Linked DNA regions of Mus musculus: region 2 is linked to region 1. The links are chromatin contacts, called in public HiChIP or PLAC-seq maps. All regions are on one chromosome and are shown on one strand. Each heading gives the region's core, a stretch centred on a gene start, on an enhancer-like site or on the middle of the called end of the contact. The rest is flanking DNA. Distances are from core to core; before and after follow the strand shown. Region 1 holds the start of Snhg7os (a long non-coding RNA gene). Region 2 has its middle 18 kb from the start of Wdr5.

Region 1 (4,715 bases), core at 1,302-3,801:
GTTTTGGACCCTGCTATAACCTAAGACCCTGCACAAGCCACGTCAGAGCCTCCAAATGGTGAGTCCAATTGCAGCCATCATGGGAGGAGAGAGTAGGTAGGCAGAGATTGCAGGTTGGAATACAAGGAGGCCACTCAGTGACACCCAAGTTAGAAAGGATCATGGGGACAGAGCTGCTGAATGCTGACAGAGATAAGAAGTGTGTGAGGGCTGAGGGAAGGACACCTTGTCCTCAGTGTGCTGACAGTGGTGGCAGGGAGAGGTCTCCTCATGATGTCTCCACCTGCCACTGCCGACCTTGGAAAAGAGGACTTTCCTTGGGGGGCATCTTCCTGTCTCCATCCACCCTCTGAATGCTGCAACCCCTCCTACCATGACGACTGCTCATGCTGCCCAATGTCCCCAGTGATAAATGGGCCACAATGGGAACCTGTTCAGAGCAGGATCATAAAAACGCTGACTCATGGGGGACAGAGTAGCCAAGGGCAGGGTGGGTCAGGAGTATGTGGGATCTCTGACACTAGGATTGTTCATGTAAGACTGAAGGTAAAAGAGGCCAAGGGCTTACACACCCCCCTCCTGGTGACTTCAGGAAGTGCAGGAGAGGCTCCCCAGGAGTAGAATGAAGCAAACCAGACTTCTGTTTTTCTAAACATGGGCCTAGTCCATGTCTGTCCCCAGGAGTCCATGCTAAAAGACAAAGAGTGGAGCTCACCCATGAGCAGCAGCAGCTGGTAGTACTGATAGTTCATGTTGCCCCTGAAGTAGGCAATGGCAGACTCCTTCCCAGGCAGGAAATGGATGTAGATGACATGCCTCCACCCTGTGGACAATACCTGTGATGTGAGAAGTCCATCTCCCCCTGGGCCTTTACTGAAATAAGAATTGGAACCCAGATACTCACCTGTGAGGAACATACCAGGGTCCTCTCCCTCATACAGAGGCAGCTTGTACTGAATACAGCCAATGGGTTTCCTAGAACACAGGGTCCAAGTATGGCTCTCCCCAGGGCACCTAGTTCTTCCCCATTCTTATTTCTGGGACCCATGCTGGCCTCTCCTGAAGCAAGCAATCCTGTGCAAGAGATCCTCTCACCCTATTCAGCATGGGCATAGACCACAGCAAGTTAGATCTCTGACCTCATGAAGAGGTCACCTGGTGTGTTGCCCAGGCAACACAGAAAATGCTGCATTCCTCAGTGACTACTAGAGGTGAGGCAGTCTGTGCTTAGTCACACTTAGAACTGTTTGGCAGCAGCAGCAGACATTACCTCCGCAGAGACCACTCACGTCAGGTTCATCCTGAACTCCAACTCATCAAGACTGTTTCTCTCAAAGGTGAAGGGAGGCAGCGGGTCTTTCCATCTCGACTCAGGAATAGGCAAGTCTCCTGCCCAGCACCTTATGTACCCCTTTCCCAAGATCTGCAGTTGGAGGTCACAAGTGCACACAGTTGCAGGGAGAAGGGAATCTGGAAGACGGTGGGTGAGAGGCAGGAGGAGAATGCAGTCAGGTCTCAGTGCAAGATGGAAGGGTCCGGGATGCCGGGATGTCAGGAGGAGTCCTGACCATGGCTGTCTCTCACCAACAGCAGCAGTAGGTAGAACCAAGCAGACAGGGCACAGGCGTCCTAGGAGAAACACTTCCTGGGAAGAGCCCTGACCACAGACCCTGCACAGGCATCCAGAGGGAACTGAGAAAGGTGATCTGGAGGACAGGTTGACCTTTCACTTCAGGGAGCTGAGCCGGAGGACAGGGCAGAATGGACATGGCTGAGGAGGTGACCTGAGAGAACCATGACTGTACCGACTGACCACGGTCTGCTTCACTGTCTACAGTCAAAGTGCTGAGGTGTGGCAAGGAACAGACTTCTCAGTTTCTCCTGAAATCATTAGGAAGTTGGCTCTGTCTCCCAGATACACAACAGTCACAGGGGCCTTACCCAGGATGAAATCTGAAATCAACTCATTGGAAGAATATAAGAAGTGTCTCTGAAGCACACACACACACACACACACACACACACACACACTGAGAGAAAGGAAGGAAGGAAGGAAGGAAGGAAGGAAGGAAGGAAGGAAGGAAGGAAGGAAGGAAGGCAGGCTATTCTTGGGAGTCCAGCTAGAGCCAGGACAGCGTCCATCTAGCAAGCCTCCCCTGTCCCCCAGCAGCCTCTTAGTCTCTAAGTGCACACAGTGAGAAGAAAGACATGACCATGGCCTGGAACACCTGCTCAAGCCCCACTCCCACCTGAGAAGATCCCACCAAGCACGTAAGAGAGGTATTTTTTTCAACATCACCTGTGGCTTCCATCTGCAGGCCTGAGACACACCCAGTCCAAGGTCTGAGCTTGGAAGCCAGTTGCTACCCTCAGTCCTCCCTCCCCAGGGCCATCACCTCCTCAGGACTGGCAGGAGTCAGAGGAGGCATCGTGGCTCGAACCACAGAGAGCAGGCCCAGCCCTGCAGTGAGTGTGAAAAGATGCATGGCCTCAGCTCAGCTCTGTGCTTCTAGCCTAGCAGCTCCTTGTGCTGCTGCTGCTGCCGCCACTGCTGCCACTGCTGCCACTGCCGCTGCCTCTGCCAGTGCCGGTGCCAGTGCTGCTGCTGCTGCCACTGCTGCCACTGCCGCAGCTGCTACCTCTGCTGAAGCTGCTACCTCTGCTGCTGCTCCAACTTTCTGACATGCAGAATTGCTCTGGAAGCAGAATCCTGCCTTCCACTATCCACACCAAAATCATTGTCCACACCCCTCTGTCCAGGAGATTGCAGTTTTGTTTGGATCAATGTGAATAGAGGAGCTAATTTGTGCAATTAACCTCATGACTGCCTCTGGCACTCGTTCTCGCTCTCTGCTTCCTGACTGTAGGGTCTGTGTGGTCAGCTGCCTCCTAGCCCTACTGCCATGCCTGCTGCCTCATGACGGTACTGTATTCCCTTGAACTATAAGCCAAATATTTCTTCCTTCTTTAAGTTGCTTTGGTCAGGGATCGGGACTGTTCATCTCAATTTGCAATTTGATAAGATCTAAAATCACCCATGAGGTGAACCTCTGGGTGTACGGGAGGGCTTATCTTGATTAGGTTAATTGAGATGGAAAGACCAACTCCTTCTGTGTGGCACCATTCTCTGGCCTAGCTCGGATCCTGGAGTATAGAAGGGGTTATCTGAGGACCAGCATTCATCACTCTCTAATCCTTGACCTGCCATGTGGGCCAGTTGCTTCAAGCCTACTGCTGTTACTTCCCTGTCATGCTAAACTGCAACCTCAAACTGCAGCCCAAACACTTTCTGCTTAACCTGCTTCTGTCTTGGTATTTTATCACAGCTACAGAAAAGGAAATTAAGACAGATCACTAAGACAAAAAGTGACTGGTAACAAGTCGTGAGGCTAAGATAAGAGCCCGCTCCTTAGTGAACCAGGTTTGATTTCTAGCATCCACATGACGACTCAAAACCATCTGTAACTCCAGTTTCAAGGCTTTGGGCCACGCATAACAGTTCACCCCTCAAAATCTAGTTGTTAGAAGTTAGGGGCAGGAGGATCAGAAGTTCAACTTATCTTCAACTACATAGCAAGTTTGAAGCCTAGGCTATATGAGACATCGTATCAAAAAACAGGAAGGAGGAAGGGAGAGAGGGAGGTGGGAAGGCAGACAGGCAGGCAATATAAGGGTTCAAGAACTTGGGACTATTAACAAGTGTGGCTGGGCTGGCCCACCAGTAAAAGAAGAGTGCTCAATGGTGTGTCCCCAGGCCCACAATTCACCCCATCACCTGGGAGCCCTCATCAGTTTCAGGACTTAAAAGACAAATCTGTACTTGTGCGGGACACAACACAGCAAGTAGTCAGAGTGTATTATTTGTCTTCCAGCACTGTCCTGAAGCAGAGGACAGCCAACCTTCTAAAAGCTGCTGTGTGCCTCAGATCCACAGACAACCCCACAGGCGGGGCTAGTTAGAAACATCTGGAATCCATGAACTCCCTGGAGCTCCCTCCTGACTCATCCCCAAAGCGTCCTTGTAAAAGAGGAAACAACTGGTCACCTCCTTGCCTCCTAAATTCTGGTTCGTCAGAGCTGGCCTTTCCTCTTTGCGTGGAAGCTTTAGTATCACTAAGAACAGGGAGAGCAAGGCTGCCCCCACCAAAAACGAGGAGTTTCGTAAGAAGGCGCAGGACTTCATGGGTCGTTTGAAAAGTCCTGTGAGCTTGGTAACACTCGAAATAAGTCTCTGAGTTCTGCTTGGAAAGGCAGGATCTAGGATCAAGCAGTACAGAGTCCCATGAGCCTCTAACCGACTGGGCTATGAGAAGCGCCGGCGAGGAGCGAAGGAGCCACTAGAGGGCGCGGCACTCGGAGGACAGTGAAAGTCCCTCGCGGGCTGCCGTAGTCAGTACTATAAAGGACGTGGCGTGGAGATGCTCGGCCTCTCGGCAGCCATGGCGGCTCTATGTTTGTATCGCCATTGTTACCGTTGGGACGCCGCGGATGACCCTATATACCCTTGGCCGGCTACCGGGAAGACTGCGTCTCCTGACGATCGTAACGAAGATGTACCGTGCTTTCCTTCTGAGAGTTTAGTCGCCCTAATATGTGCAGCAGGCTAACCGCGTGGTAAGGGGAAGGGCGTTCACGATGTGCCCGAGGGCCGGGTGGACTGCCCCCAGAAGTCCCGAGAAGGAAAGCCGAGGCTCCTGTCTGGACTAGTACAACGC
Region 2 (4,715 bases), core at 1,032-3,531, 850 kb before region 1:
TTTGGTGTTCCTCTGTCCAGGTGAACAGGACTTTTTCTTTAGTGAGTGGGTACAGAGGGGCCGCCAACGTCTCGAACCCTGGTATCCAGAGTCTGTAAAAGCCCGCCGTTCCCAGAAACTCACGTACTTGTCGCAGAGTGGTGGGGGTTGGGATCTGCATCACAGTCTTCTTTCGAGCTTCGGTGAGCCACCGCTTTCCTTCTCAGAGGGTGTATCCTAGGTAGGTCACCTCCGTATGGCATAGCTGAGCTTTCTTTCTTGTTTTTTTTCTTTCTTTTTTTTTTTTTTTTTTTTTGGTTTTTCGAGACAGGGTTTCTCTGTATAGCCCTGGCTGTCCTGGAACTCACTTTGTAGACCAGGCTGGCCTCAAACTCAGAAATCCGCCTGCCTCTGCCTCCCGAGTGCTGGGATTAAAGGCGTGTGCCACCACGCCCGGCTTATAGCTGAGCTTTCTTAGCGGATACCCAGTACCCCAACTCACCTAGTTCATTTAGAAGCTTTTTGGTCCCGTTGAGGCACAGTTCCTGGGTTGAAGCTGCAAGGAGTAAGTCATCTACATACTCCAGGAGAGAAATTTGGGGGTTTTGTGCCCTGAAAGGCGCAAGGTCACGGTGGAGCGCTTCATCAAAAAGAGTGGGTGAATTTTTGAACCCCTGTGGCAGCCTAGTCCAGGTTAGCTGACCCGTATATCCTCCTTCAGGGTCTTGCCACTCAAAAGCGAACAGAGGTTGACTGCTCGGGTGTAATCTGAGACAGAAAAAGGCATCTTTTAAATCCAGGACGGTGTACCAGGATGGTTCAGGTGATAAGGAACTCAGCAAGTTGTAAGGGTTGGGCATGGTTGGGTGAATGTCCTGTACCCGCTTATTGACTTCTCTTAAGTCCTGGACAAGCCAATAGTCGTTTGTCCCAGGTTTACGCACCGGCAGGAGGGGGGTATTCCAAGGGGACTGGCATGGGACCAATATACCCTGTTGTAGCAGTCTCTGATATGTGGTCAAATGCCTTCTTTAGTCCCTTGGCTCATGGGGTACTGCCTGACTGAAACGGGCATGAAAAGAATGAGTCACTTTATTTTTCCTACTTCTAAAATCCTTTTGGTTGTCCAGGGATAAAGCTTGCTACCAGTGGCTCCCATAACTAAAGTCTTCTTTGATCCTAATTGTCCTAAAGGTTCAGTCAAGACTGAATGTTCAGCTCCTGTGTCTATTAGAAAATTAACGGGGGTCCCCTCCACAGAGAGAGTTACCCTAGGCTCGGGGAGGGGGACCGAGCCCCGACTTCCCTAGTCTTCTTCAAGGACCAATACTTTGGGGCCCCTCCACTTCTTCTTTGGGCAGTCTCTGGCCCAATGTCCTTTTTCCTTGCAGTATACGCATTGGTCTTTCTCAAGTGGCGGTCTCTGTTCTCCTGGGGGTCTTCTTGCCCTGTTGCCCAGGTACCCTGACTGTCCCTTCTCTGACCTTTCTCCACCTACCACTGCGGCCAAAATCTTAGTCAAGTTCCTTTCCTGCCGGCGTTCACGCCGGTTTTCTCTTTCTTCTGCCTCTTTCTTTTCTCTCTCTTGCTTTTCTTCCTTAGTCTCTCTCTTGTGATACACTTTCTCAGCTTCTTTTACTAAATCCTGCAAAGTATAATCTTGGAGCCCCTCTAACCTCTGTAGCTTTCTCTTAATATCAGAGGCAGACTGACCAATGAAAGCCATGGCTACAGCTGCCTGCTGTCCCTCCGAAGAGGGATCAAACAAGGTATATCTCCTATAAGCCTCCATTAGTCGTTCTAAGAAAACAGAGGGCGGCTCCATTGAACCCTAAAGGACTTCTCTTACCTTGGCCAAATTGGTGGGTCGCCGTGCGGCCCCCTTTATCCCCGCCACTAGAGTCCGGCGGTAGACTGTGAGATGCTCCCTACCTTCCGCAGTATTGAAGTCCCAGGCAGGACGGGCCAAGGGGAAAGCTGCATCTATAAGGTCGGGGAGATTAGTGGGGATCCCATCTGGTCCTGGGACATTTTTTCTGGCTTCTAGCAGGATCCTCTCTCTCTCTTCAGTTGTAAAGAGGACCTGCAAAAGTTGCTGGCAGTCATCCCAAGTGGGCTGGTGGGAGAACATTAGGGACTCAAGGATTCCTGTTAATCCTGAGGGATTCTCTGAAAAAGAGGGGTGATTGGTCTTCTAGTTATACATATCGGCCGATGAAAACGGCCAGTACTGCAATGGAACTAACTGCCCAGGGGCAGGAGTAGGTCCTCCTACATAAGCTCTTAAAGGCAAAGCAACAGTGGAATCTGGTCTAGATTCACTTCCCTCTGGGCTACGGCCAGCCCCTGCGGCTACGAGTCCCTCCCGCTGGTCCTGTCTCAGAGGCCACTCAGGGGTCTGCTGGGGCAGGCGGCTGTGAGGGATCAGGATGAGAAGTTGGTTGGGGGTAAGGGGGTGGGAAGGAGTCAAGGAAAAAGGCATTGTCAATTTCAGAATAGATCCGCAGGGGGGCCAATGGAACGGGCTCTGGCGGACCCAGAGGCGTCATTTTCGGTTTTGTGGCTACAGCCACTGTCGCTGCCTCGGCTCCTGAAGTCCAGGGACGCAGCCAGGGTGGCGGATTTTGTACCAGGTCCTGCTACACGATGATATATGGTACCTGATCAGAATGCCCTCCTGCGGTCTGAAAAATAACTCGCTTGACACCGAGAATAACAGGCAGGCTAAAAGTTCCCTGCGAAGGCCAACCCACACCGAAAGTTGGCCATTTAGAGGAGCAAAAAGTTTGCCAAGGTCCCTTCTTGACCTCGACGGAAAGATTGTGGGCCCTAGTCTTAACATCTGTCCAATGGTTCTGAGTCAGTGTTAGTGGGGTCGTCACAGTCTGTCCCATGTCAAGCTCTGTCACACACACGATAAAAATGATTACAAAGACTACAAGACTCAAAAACAAAACCAGTCGCCGACTCCAAGTCAACCAGAATTCCTGAAAGGAATCAGACGGCCTATTAACAGGCCTCAGAAACAGATCATCAAGGAGAAAACTTATCTCCTGACTTTTCCCGCGGGGGTCCACCAGCCGTCCCTGGCCCTCCCCCTATCTTCCCGGAACATTTCCCAGGGTGAACGAACGGTGGACACCTAGACACATCTGTCCTTATCCACTCTGCTCTCCCTCTCGGAGCGCGGCCTCATAAGAGCATTCGCAAAACCAAAACTGTGATCGCACCAGATTTTCAGACAGAATATAGACACAAAACCAAGACAAGACAGAGGGCCTTACCTCCAAGTGGGTCTAGGACCCCTGGGTGGTCGCGCACTTCCCGGCCAATGCACCACATGAAAGACCCCCACAGGGAGTTCCTCCTCGGGGAGGCGCGCACCCAGTAGGACGCTGAGACTGAACTTGCTGTAACTACACAAGGTTTTAATGGCACACAAACACACAAACAACAAAGGAGCGCTCAAGCCAGCATGCTGGGGTTGAAAGTCATGCACCGCACAGGGGGCAGGGGAGTTTGACCCCGGCCCAAACTTTTTACAGGCTTATAAAGGCAAAAAGCACAAACCAAAAGGGGGGAGCCAAAAGAATGTTCATGGTTACACATGATTGGGTTATTTAAATGTCGGCGGGGTGATTACAAATTAACAGGGTAATACGTGCAGGCTAAGGTGTAGGGAGGCACAAGGGCTTGGGACTTCTCGAGGTCAGCAGGACACCTGGTCAATGTATGATTTATGGGGGGCTATAGGGAGGCGCCGCCCGGGAGGCGCCATCCTGCCAGATGGCCATTTGGTCTGTCCTGATAGCCTTGGCTAGTTCCTGCATTCTCTTTTTTATCTTTTATGGCAGGACATTCTTAGCTACAGGGTGGGTTTGGCTGTGCCTGGACCCGTCTGGGTCTATTCTTTAGCCCTGAATTTCTTGCATCTTCTAGGAAACTGGTCTGGTCTCAGGCTCTTCTTTGCAGCTTGGCCTGTCTGAAAGTCAGTCTTTACTGCTTACTCTAGGAGAGAGGGACCTAGTGAATCTTGTCCATTTCAGGGACTTCCTGAAGCTATGTTGAGTTTACCTCCCTGCAAGGTTTCCTGTAGGACAATCCAGGACACCATGGATTGGGGACATGACTTAGTTGGAAGTACTTTCCTAGCTTGCACTCCATCCCACCACCATGTAAACCAGGACAACGTAAAGAGGCGCTGTCTCAAAAACAACAACAATTACAAAAACACTGATATACCGACACACCAGGAAACATTCAAAAGGGTTACTTCACACACACACACACACACACACACACACACACACACACACTTCTTTTCTCTATTTATTTTATGTATGAGTACACTGTAGCTGTCTTCAGACACACCAGAAGAGGGCATCTGATCCCATTACAGATGGTTGTGAGCCACCATGTGGTTGCTGGGAATTGAACTCAGGACCTCTAGGAAGAGCAGTCAGTGCTCTTAACCTGTGAGCCATCTCTCCAGCCCCTCTTTTCTTAAATTATAAACTTCAGGTTAGGGGCATAGCATGGCTGTTTAAAGCACTTACCTAACAATTACAGGGGCCTGAAAATTAAGTGATAGGAAAAAAAAATTGAAGTTGAATTGTGTGGTGGTTTGAAAGAAAAAGTCTCCCACAGGCTAATAAGAAATGGCACTCTTAGGGGGTATGGCTTTGTTAGAGTAGATGTGGCCTTGTTGGAGGAAGTGTGTCAGTGTGGGTGGGGTT

Evidence for each region. HiChIP or PLAC-seq counts read pairs in DNA pulled down with a chosen protein or histone mark.
Region 2: a contact with region 1 is called in an H3K4me3 HiChIP or PLAC-seq map of bone marrow-derived macrophages, with 4 times the contacts expected there. The contact joins the enhancer-like site here to the promoter of Snhg7os in region 1. A contact is called at or near these places in 2 of 39 promoter capture datasets (liver and pre-B cells) and 5 of 115 datasets of contacts at active chromatin or transcription factors (astrocytes, bone marrow-derived macrophages, embryonic stem cells and 1 more).

Annotation. Positions count from the first base shown.
Region 1 is chr2:26,639,957-26,644,671 of GRCm38.p6, reverse strand. Snhg7os (a long non-coding RNA gene) reads right to left here and starts at 2,551. Exons shown (of 4, transcript XR_003953776.1): 1 at 1,290-2,551; 2 at 905-975; 3 at 716-823. It overlaps Snhg7 (small nucleolar RNA host gene 7), which reads left to right and starts at 4,428. Exons shown (of 4, transcript NR_024068.2): 1 at 4,428-4,614.
Region 2 is chr2:27,494,412-27,499,126 of GRCm38.p6, reverse strand. It overlaps a transcript of Brd3 not described here. Among named protein-coding and RNA genes, the nearest start is that of Wdr5, 18 kb to the left of the region's middle. Within about 2 kb of position 2,281, at least 60 of the 459 cell types and tissues checked have an H3K27ac peak or open chromatin away from gene starts, as enhancers often do. A contact at or near this core is called in astrocytes, bone marrow-derived macrophages and liver, where this site is marked.